Regions from separate parts of the Danio rerio genome. Here region 1 is linked to region 2. The links are chromatin contacts, called in public HiChIP or PLAC-seq maps. All regions are on one chromosome and are shown on one strand. Each heading gives the region's core, a stretch centred on a gene start, on an enhancer-like site or on the middle of the called end of the contact. The rest is flanking DNA. Distances are from core to core; before and after follow the strand shown.

Region 1 (5,841 bases), core at 3,242-5,741, 390 kb before region 2:
CTGTATCTGAATACTGTTAGACTTCCCAGAAATCTGTCAAATAGTGCTATTTAAGTCATCTTCTGAAACTCTACTCGTATCGCAATATTTATCACAGAAAAATAAAATATCGCAATATCACATTTTTGCAATATATCAAGCAGCCCTAGGTGCCATAAACCCATTTTATTCAGGCTTACTTCATATTCTGTTGACATTAAAGATTCAAAAATTCAAGTCATGAAAGACAGCTATTATTATAACGTCTATGAGTGATGATTTACTATGACAGGCATATAAAGAAGCAGCCATTAAAGTGACTGAGACGGAGGAGGAGTCTGTCCTCAGATAACCTCCAACACAAGGCTACAACATGACTGTTCTCCAGTCTGAGCAAAACATGACGACATACAGGTGCATAACATAAACTACAAAGTACAAACACACATAACTATTTACAGACAGATTTACATACATTAAAATGATTTTCCTTAGAGATTTCAGTTTTATGGAGTTAACGTTCTCAGACAGGATCTGGATATGTAAGCAGCAATGATTTTCAGTTAAGAAACTATGACTAAAGTCATAACATAAAACACAGAACTAGTAATTAAACGAAACGTTTCTTCAAAAGCGTGGAAAGGACTCGCATGTTGACCATAACAATGAGCAGACAAACCAGCCAGCGGTCAACAACGGTCACCGCACTGTTATTTTCCAGAAATGACTTACAGTAACAGAGCATGATGACACAAAAGCGCGAGCACGTGTGCCAGTGACACAGACCTACAGTTACAGTGATCCTCCATTATCTGTGCCTGCTGGACTCATCCCTAACATTCAGCACATCAACACATTTCAGTCAGACCCTTCTCGGTGATTATGACTGCTTCAATTTGTGAGGCTACACGGTTAGCTTGTTAGCTAATCACTTAAGCCCCTCGTTTAACCGGTCGTTTAATAATCTCGAGTCCGAGGATTTAGAACTATTCTGATTTACACATGATTTCACAGAAAACACATGGCAGGTTTTGGAAACATCTGAAATCAATAGCGAAGTTGAGAATATTAAAGTCACAAGGCCTTGACTGCTTTAGCTGTGTAAATAAAACAAAACCGGTTACTATGCGCCTACATCAGTTACGTTACTATTTGACAGTTGGTTAATGCTTCATAATTATCATAATACATACGGTAGAATTATTACGGTTAGCCATTTGTGTGTACAAAATGATCAAATAACCCAGACACTTATCTACCCCCTTTAACATTTAAAAGGCAGTATTACCTTTTCTGAATTCGTTCTTTAATGACCTGGATGTTTTCAACAACGGAGTCCGAGATCTGGTGAGCAAAATCGATGCCATTCTGTTCCTGTCTGTGTGGATGCAACGGCGTCAAACGTTAATGTAAGGTTTACAGTAACGCTGGGTGGACGTACGAAGGTAATAGGCTGGCGGTTTATGAACTATCCACAGAAGTCATAGTCCCGAGCTCTTGGTTCATGTCCTTGTGCCCTCCTCGGTGATTCAAGCGATGAGTTTGCAGGCGCTCGGCGTTTGCTTCCGTCTTCCTGTAGATAGAGCTCCACCAGCAGGGGGCGCGGTACAGCCGCAGCTCATGAGTGACGTGACTGACCGAGAAGAAGCGGGACATCGCCACCAATCATGAGGCTGGGGCCGGACAGGAATAAAATAATATATAGGGCTTTATTGGTAAACCAAAAAAGGGTGTGTTTATATCATTCAGGACAGGTATTCGAAAGCATTTCTGGACGATGATGTACAGGTACTTAAAATGGTACACGTTTAGTAGTTAGCAATGACCGATTCAAGTAAGTGATGAAAATTTATGATTGATTAATAAAAGCAACTGTTTTGAAAATAAATGAATAATCGTCAAGGAACGTGGAAGGAAATTGTTGTAAACCTTTTCGAAACAGCAGTCATTTTGATGGTTTGTGAACCCTGACCAGCCATGTCTATTATATAGGTCTTGGCGCCAATGTTGCCAGATATCCGTAAAAAAACAAGCAAACTGGTCTTTATGGGGTTTCAAACTAACGTTAGAGTACAGGGAACTTCAGGGCCACAAGGGAGTGCTGTGGGATCAGTGGAAAAGCATGAAAATAAAAAACTAATAATATTTTTTGATCGAAATAATCAACCACAACCATTGTATTACATAAATAAACTGTATGGTAGAAAAGCATTAAAATAATACAATGATACCAAATAATCACAAGGAAGTTGCAAAGTAATGCATACAAATGTTACCTAATATACGTTATGCAAAAGTTGATATATATATATATATATATATATATATATATATATATATATATATATATATATATATATATATATATATATATATATATATATATAATATTTAGAGGCATGTGGCACTGAAAAGATTGTAAATCTTTAATAAAACACTATTTAAATATGTGACTTATTTCAAGAAAATAAATATTAATAATAAACAACTTCAGGTTTTTATTTACATCCATGGGCATTCATTGTGTGATTCGCCTGTCTACTCACTTTTAGCATAAATCATTCATGTATTAATTTTCTTGTCGGCTTAGTCCCTTTATTAATCTGGGGTCGGCACAGCGGAATGAACCGCTAGCCACAACCCATCTCTGGGAAACATCCACACACACATTCACACACACCACACACACACTCATACACTATGGACAATTTAGCCAACCTAATTCACCTGTACCGCATATCTTTGGACTGTGGGGGAAAACGAGCACCTGAAGGAAACCCACGCGAACGCAGGGAGAACATGCAAACTCCACACAGAAACACCAACTGAGCCAAGGCTCGAACTAGCGACCTTCTTGCTGTGAGGCGACAGCACTACCTACTGCGCCACTGCTTCGCCCCCTAGCATAAATCAGAGATACTCAAACTAGGACCCGCAGTACGGTAACTTTTGATTTGGCACTCCATCCAATCTGAGAAGAGAGAGAATAATGGGGAATTTTTGGGTGGAATGCCTTTAACAGAGATTGTCATTTTAATTTAACATAACTTTTTGTTTAACTATTGAGCTACAAAAAAGCAAACTGAAATTGAATGTTTCAATTAAATGTTGTAAATGAATCAGATTTGAAATAAATAAATACAGTCATTTGATAGATAGCGTACATGGCAGAAGACAAGCGAATTAAGGCAAAGTGTATTGTTAGTGTTATTTGAAAAAAATTTCATGTTTTTTTATTATAAGATGTTCATTTTAAAATGTATAATTATTAATTCAATCATAGTATTTTAAATGTAATAAATTATAGTACTGGGCAGCACGGTGACGCAGTAGGTAGCACTCGCCTCACAGCAAGAAGGTCGCTGATTCGAGTACCGGCTGGTTCAGTTGGCATTTTTGTGTAGAGTTTGTATGTTCTCCCTGTGATCGTGTGGGTTTCCTCCGGCTGTTTCCCCCACAATCCAAAGACATGTGCTATAGGTGAACTGAATAAGCTAAATTGGCTGTAGTGTATGCATGTGAATGCAAGACTGCATGGGTGTTTCCTGGTGTTGGGTTGTGACTGGAAGGGCATCCACTGCGTAAAACATATGCTGGTTAAGTTGGCAGTTCATTCTGCTGTGGCAACCCATGATTAATAAAGGGACAAAGCCGAAAATAAAATAAATGAATGAATGAATAAATATAATAAATTATATAATGAATTATAATAACAAATTAGGAAATCACATTGACAACTTTACGGTTTGGTATATTTACCTCTGGCCTACCAGCCTCAATCAAGTTTAGTTTTTGGCCTTTTATAAGAAAAAGTTTGGGCACCCCAAAATTATAAACCCCTTTAGGCTAATTTTTTATATATTTGTTTATATTTGATAGCCTAATTACCCTAACATGTTATCCTATTTAACCTAGTTAGGCCTTTAAATGTCACTTTAAGCTGTATAGAAGTGTCTTGAAAAATATTTATTCAAATATTATTTTCTGTTATCATGGCAAAGATAAATTAAATCAAATGTTAGAAATAAGATATTAAAACTATTATGTTTAGAAATGTGTCTAGAAAAGTCTTCTCGCCGTTAAACAGAAATTAGGGGAAAAAAATTAACAAGGGGGCTAATATTTCAGGTTGGTAAATAATTTTGACTTCAACTGTATATAGTATAGGCCCATATCTAGGCCACTTGATAAGAAACGTGGCCAAAGTCGTTTATAATAAGCGGATATGGCAACACTGTATGGCGCGCTTATTTTCTGGTTGCCAGACACTTTCTTTTTCTTCCTAACCTTCGATGTCTTCAAATCTTATTAACTACATAAGGACACACATATATTCAAGGTATAAATTACACACGTCGATCACACTTTATATTTTGCCAAAAATACAAATAACAAACGGCAAATAATGTTTGCCCTGTTTGAAACCAACAGCATGCACCTTGTCGGATTTTCTACGAACAACTGGCAACAAGATAACAAATTCCCTCCCTCTCTAGCAGCTGACGTCAGATGGTGAGAATTGCCCTCCTCAATTCCTCGAGCAGTGATCTGTGTCGCTTTGCCATTTTTTGAAATAAAAACAAAAACAGGTGATCTGAGAATTGCATGGCTTTGTCTGTACCCACGGGCCCGCGATGGAGTTTGGAGTACGCCGAGGATAAGTGACGATGTTCGTCGGAGAGTCCGCCGCGAACAGAGAGATATTTGAAAAGGCCGGTTGAATTGTGCAGTCGCGTGTCAGCCAATCGGATGTGAGTATTTTTGGCGCTGATTGGGATGAGAGAGTTTCCCGCAAGCTCCTCAAAACAGATCGGGAGTAACGAAGATGCTCTAAACAGGTTTATTTTCCCACTGAAATAAATCATGGCACATCTGTAACGACGGGCATTGTTGTCTAGTACAGGCTGGGGTGGAGTATTAGAGATTTTCTCTACGGAGAAACGAGTCGTTTGGTAGTGTGTCATTGACTGAAGCAGCTGCAGCTGTACCTCACTTGCTAGCTGGCTAAGCTGTAGTTCGCGAGGTTTGTCAGCTGCATTTTGAAGAGTAGATTATCCCAGAGTGGTAACAAAACGTGCCATGAGTGTATAATGTATATCACAGCCACGTTCTCAAAGATTATATAGTTATTAGTGTTACACATTTGGCACTGTATAACGTTTAGTATTGTATGCGTTCTGACGAGTGATTTCTTTGCTAACATCATATTAGCTTCATACAGTTACTTCTACAAGCGTATGACTTGATATCTTACTCTCAACTGTGTGTGCACATTTTCTTCCATCTGTGAACTACCTACCGCATTTCAATCGATATCACAATTCCCACTTAGGTGTTTAACTTTCATTTTGGTGTTTTAAAGTTTGTATTAAAAGCTAACTTAGTTCATTTCTTTTGGTTTGCTGTGGGCTATTAGGACGGTTAAAGGAGTCCATCAGTGACTCCTCCATAATGTCCCTTCATTGATGTTAACGAGGCATCCTGGCTGCTCATCCTGAATAACAATAGCTCGATAACTGCCTCTTGTTTGGGACCGAACGGACATTTGCATTTGAGCAGTCCCTTTTTTTGCATAAAGCTTTGTCTCATTTAGTTCTTATGCGGTTTTAAGTTATGTTTTATACCCCTCGCATGTTGCAGGTGAAGCGTGTTGAACTGTAGCTGATAGTAAACTCGTGCTGTGCTGAATGCTTTGGGTGTTGTATTGTATTTTCGACCAGGATTCATGTGAGGAAGAGGAGGAGGCGGGGGTTTGTGCATTGAACTGAATCAAAGCTTCTGGCCACCCACTCGCGCACTGCGAATCCTCCAAGGAAGCCATTTTAATGTGGGACCAAATCCTTACAGTCCTCAAACCCTATC
Region 2 (5,716 bases), core at 831-3,330:
ACTATTTTGATGTCACTGATAATGTGGAACCAATAACTGACTTCCACCACAAAGCATAAAAACTAGAGTGCGTCCCAAATTACACATTAATACAATATGCACTTCTACACTGTACTTGCACATTATCCACTCGACTGTACTGTGTCATTCAACACTAGAGTCTGAAAACCCATCCACTCCGCCATTTTATTATTATTATTACTAAATGCCTAACAGCAGTGTATGAAGTTTCCAATGATGTGTCCAAAAATTGCATACATGCCTGTACACTGTAAAACTTATATGAACAATTAGTCCTGACAGCATATGTTTGTATTTCATTGTAACTTATTAATCTAAGTTAATCATGTTTTACTTTATTGTATAAGTTACGCAAGCTGTTTTAAGTCAGTTTAACATAATATAAGTTGACAATATAATAAATGTAATTTATATAATAATAATATAGTTTTTTTTTCACACTCTGTTCCTCATGTCATATTTCACTAGAATAATTTATTTCATGACCTTCCTTGGAAGATTGTGCAGTCTTTACCCAGCAATTTCTTTTCACAAATAAGGTTAAAGAGGTTTCCTTCAAATTGCTACATCAAGTTTATCCAGTGAATGTTCATATTAAAAAATGCTTCATGAAAAGGATCCATATTGTTCCTTTTGTGGAAAAACAGATGAATCTTTCGATCATCATTTTTGGGAATTTGCCCATGTTAAGATGTTTTGGAAATAATTTGGTTTATTTATATGTGTCTCTCTTTTAGATCATTTTTCTTTGTCATACAAGGACGTTTTATTTGGTTTTTATCATGTTGATAAAGGTAAAGATAAATATATTCTAATAAATCTATTTTACTAGCAAAAGTTTTTATACACAAATGCAAATTTTTGTCTGTAAAGCCCCTTTTTCAAATTTTTTTGTAAAGTTTTGAAATATTATTTGAATACAATATCTACCTCCAGCAATGGTAAAGCTTTAAAATCAATAACACTATGTGAATCTTACAGTATAGTCTCTTTTCTATAACACCCAGCCGACTGTATTGTATGTGACCTTTTATACATCACTGTGACCTTGCTTTAAGATAGATTTAAAGTGATTTTTGTAATCCATATTACCCCTGGCATAATCTTTTGTTTCTCTTTTTGATTTGTTCTGTTCTCTATTTTTGTTGTTATAGGATTTCTACATTTTCTGTAGGTTTTTGTGTTCGTGTTAAATGTTCCAATAATAATAATAATAATAATTTATTTATTCATTCATTTTTATTGTCGGCTTAGTCCCTTTATTAATCCGGGGTCACCACAGCGGAATGAACCGCCAACTTATCCAGCAAGTTTTTACAGAGCAGATGCTCTTCCAGCCGCAATCCATCTCTGGGACACACCCACACACACATTTACACACACACTACGGACAATTTAGCCTAACCAATTCACCTGTACCACATGTCTTTGGACTGTGGGGGAAACCGGAGGACCCGGAGGAAACCCACGCGAAGGCAGGGAGAACATGCAAACTCCACACAGAAACGCCAACTGAGCCGAGGTTCGACCCAGCGACCTTCTTGCTGTGAGGCGACAGCACTACCTACTGCGCCACCGCCTCGCCCAATGATAGTAATAATAATAATAATAATGAAAATAGGGTGGAAAAGTGTCAAATTAGCCAGTTATTCGCAACAATGAAAGCCATCAGATGCTTACGATGTCTTTTATCAGTGTTTCTCAACCACATTCTTGGAGGACCACCAACATTTCATGCTTTGAATATCTCCTTTCTCTGTCACACCCATTACAGGTCTTTCAGTCTCTGCTAATGAGCTGATGATATCAATCAGGTGTGTTTGGTTAAGGAGATTTGGAAAATGTGCAGAGCTGGTGGTCCTCCAGGAACGTGGTTGAGAAACACTAGCTTAATTAATGTTCAACACACACACATCTGTTAAAATCTTAAAACATTTCAGGGCTTCCTGACCCTTTAGAGACCAAAATGTTTCAAGCGCACTCTAGTGGCTGGATTATGGATGCACTGCATACACCCCTTCCCCACCTACTTTATTTCTACGCGATTTCCGTCATTAAGGCGTAGTCTTTTGTATGTCCAGTTCTGCATGTTTGTTAGTCTCAAAGTGTGTGTGCAGTCCTAGTTGTTTGGTTTAGGTGTTTGCATACCGCGCACTTAATCCAAAACAGCAGCCAGACTGTGATTTTTGACCTTCCTGCGTCCACATCTTGTGAAAGTAAGTTTTCTTTGGTGCAGGGTTGGGGCACATTTGAAGAACATTTTCCGTCAGATTGGTCTGTTGAATTGTTTAGTGTTTGTTTGCATGTTTAATTTTCACCAGATTTGATTATTTGACAACGAGTTTCTTTCAAAGGTGGTCTGAACCAGCCAGGCTCCCTCCACTTCACCCACAAAACAGGCGTCAGTCACATTTAAACGACCATTATTGGCCTATCTAAAAGTTGGTTTGCTATGCGTCCAGCTTTAAAATGATTATACAGTAGGCCAGATGAACACTTCAATTTTATTATCAGTAACGTTATTATTCAATTTTATTATCAGAGACATTGAAAAGTGGTCTGCCAATTCACCCACAAAGGTTTGCATGTATATGGTCCCTACTGAAAAGACCAGCTTAAACCAGCTTAGGCTGGTTGGCTGGTTTTAGCTGGTCGACCAGGCTGGTTTTAAAGGTGTTTTGGCCATTTCCAGACTGGTTTCCAGCCATTTCCAGCCTGGTCTTGGCTGGTCAGGCTGGGAGATGACCAGCTAAAACCAGCTTGACCAGCCAGGCTGGGAGCCCAGCCGAAACCAGCTATGTCTAGCTTAATCCAGGCTGTTCAAGCTAGTTTTAGCTGGTCAGACATTTTCCAGCCTGACCAGCTAAGACCAGGTTGGAAATGGCTGGAAACCAGCTTGGAAATGGCCAAAACCCCTCTAAAACCAGCCTGATCAACCAGCTAAAACCAGCCGACCAGACTAGGCTGGTTTAAGCTGGATTTTTCAGCAGGGGTAACCATTATATGCACTGTTTTACTTGATTTGATTATGCCTTCGGCTTTCAATATGATCATAGTACTCTCAAATGAACGTAAACCTATTGCATAATCAGTTTAGTAGTCATTTGCTATAAGGTTATTGTTGCCAATCTCTAAACAACAGCAGTAGTAAGCCACCTAACTCATCCTCTCCATAAATTTGTAGATACACCATTGAATAAATATCATTAAATGAAAAGATCAAGCAAAAATAAAGCACTCAAACCTCATAAAGAAAGTATTTAGTAAACTGTTAAAAAACTAACAGTCATTGTCTATTTAGTTAAATTCAATTATGTTATTGAATGAACTCATTAGGCAAGCACTTTATGTAACACTGAATGTCTCTAGTAGTGATTATCAAGATTTATTGACTTGCCAAAATGCACAAGAAATAGCCCAGCTCTCATATTCACACAGCTAAGTAACAATCTTCTGTTAAATATTTCAGGTAATGTCTGTATATCTTTGCCATTTTCATAACTCAAGTTGTAATTTCAGTTCAGTAGGCTACAGAGACGAAGAGAGGGAGTGTGCAAGAGCACATGATTGCTTTATCCGTTTAAAACTAGGGTATAAAAACTACTGCCAGAGGATCTCATTGTCTCTTTGCATTCATCACAGCAATACGACTACACTGGGAAATGGCCACTGCAGGGAAGGTTCGTAAACTTGTCTTTTGGTCTGTTTTCATTTGTGCTGCAGAGCAGTTCATGCATTTTTAATACAACTATATGTTTAACCTCATGTCCTTTTACCTATTGATCACGTTTACAAATTTGCAATGCAAAAAGTCCTACTGTGAAGTCTAATGTTATACACAGAAGACTGCTGTGGACATTTGGAGATATTCTTTTATTATTTTTTTGATGAGTATTAGTATAATACATGACTATAATATGGCTTAATAGTTTTGTTTTGCTAACCATATTGACTTACTGAAAAGATTAAATTGTGTAAAAAGACTACATGAAAAGGTTTAGACATTACACGTTAAAGTGACATTTGTGCATTCATATTTTACTCTAAGTTTTTAAACAAATTTGAAATGTTTTGTGAGTCTCCCACTTCATCAACTCAAATGGACACTAGCACTACATGAGCTCTTGCAGTTTCACTGAGTTAATATTTAGCTTTAGAGATAGAGAAATCAGATAGTTGTGGCTCTAAAATGTGTTAATGTTTTCATTGGTTGGACAAACTCCAACTGAAGTCAGCGAGTACAGTTCTTGCAACTGCTCAGGTTATAAACCTTTAATCATTAAATCTCTAGATTTACAAAATGCTGAACCAATTCCTTTTGTGTGCTGAAGGTGATCAAATGTCGGGCCGCTGTTGCCTGGGAGCCCAAGGCTCCCCTGGTAATGGAGGAAATAGAAGTTGCCCCACCACAGGAAGGAGAAGTTCGAATTAAGGTGGGAAATGTCTCATGAAAGATATCAAGAACCCATGTAAACAATTCTTAAATGAAGAAATAATGATTTAATGATTTTCTGTCACAGATTTTATATACAAGTCTGTGTCACACAGACCTTTTTCATCTCTTGGAGTCGACAGACAATAAAGGTTTTCCCACTATACTGGGGCATGAAGCAGCTGGAGTGGTAGAGAGCGTTGGACCTGGAGTCACTGAATTCAAACCAGGTAATGTCTTAATAAACGTCTTAATTCTTATTTACGAAAGCTGTGATATTTTCCCCCCCATAAGAACGTACAAATAGCTTCTCAAATTAGAACAAAAAAATGGGAGGCACTTGAGATTGTCTATCAGGAATTGATTGGATTGTTGGATAATTATTGTTTTGCTATTGGAGGATCTCAAGTGTGACTGGTTACTCCGCCCTCGAATAATTAAACACATCAGAGATAGAAGATGGAGGGTGAGATTATGAGAACACATGAATGAAAAAATATACTACACTATAATAGTCAATAAAAAACTATAATAAAATGTGATTTCATAGTGATTTAAATCATTTTTGTCCTCGATTTGTTTTTTATTTATGCCACAAATCATTAAAATATTAAGCAAAATTAGCTCAATTTCTGATTAATGATTAATAACAAATTATTATTAATTATGAATATTCAGAATTAACTTCTAGTTAATTTAACAAAATAATCAAAACGATGACTTTGTCCGCTCGTCTGAGCAGACTCTTTCATGGTTTTTTATTTAGAAAGGGAATTTTACTTCTTGTGAAGTTGATAAATAGTTTTAGCTTTGTTAAACTTTAATAAGCTGGCAGCAAGGAATGTTTTACCATTAAAGTGACCGTTTATATGATGCAAAGAAAGACAATCCAACGTGGTAATAGTACGATTTATTGACTAGCCTAACATATAACAAACAAACAAAAAATAATACACAGAAAAGAAAAAAAACATCCCACAACAGACCAACACACTTTAACCCATTGTTTGAAATTACACCAAGCATACAAGTTATCGTTATATGTCATAGCTCATGAGTTGTAAAATTAAATGCAGAACGCAACAACACTAAACATGACAATTTTAAGAATACAGCAACATAATTCACACATTCTTACTCCATCTACTGCTTTAAAAAAGGTAAAAATGTAAGGCGTACGGGTTAAATGAGGGAGTATACAACTTACAAAACTTACATGCACTTTGGGGAAGAATCTTGGGTCTAAATGTCCTTTTTAATAAT

What was found. HiChIP or PLAC-seq counts read pairs in DNA pulled down with a chosen protein or histone mark.
Region 1: a contact with region 2 is called in an H3K4me3 HiChIP or PLAC-seq map of embryo, with 3 times the contacts expected there. The contact joins the promoter of nsd2 here to the promoter of adh8b in region 2. A contact is called at or near these places in 1 of 18 Hi-C or Micro-C datasets (an unstated tissue) and 1 of 4 datasets of contacts at active chromatin or transcription factors (embryo).

The regions. Positions count from the first base shown.
Region 1 is chr13:13,434,272-13,440,112 of GRCz12tu, reverse strand. nsd2 (nuclear receptor binding SET domain protein 2) reads left to right here and starts at 4,491. Exons shown (of 24, transcript NM_001082551.1): 1 at 4,491-4,730. It overlaps letm1 (leucine zipper-EF-hand containing transmembrane protein 1), which reads right to left and starts at 1,564. Exons shown (of 14, transcript NM_001045208.1): 1 at 1,268-1,564. The coding sequence starts at 1,346.
Region 2 is chr13:13,046,673-13,052,388 of GRCz12tu, reverse strand. It overlaps adh8b (alcohol dehydrogenase 8b), which reads left to right and starts at 2,080. Exons shown (of 10, transcript NM_203460.1): 1 at 2,080-2,237; 2 at 3,664-3,701; 3 at 4,353-4,454; 4 at 4,542-4,683. The coding sequence starts at 3,684.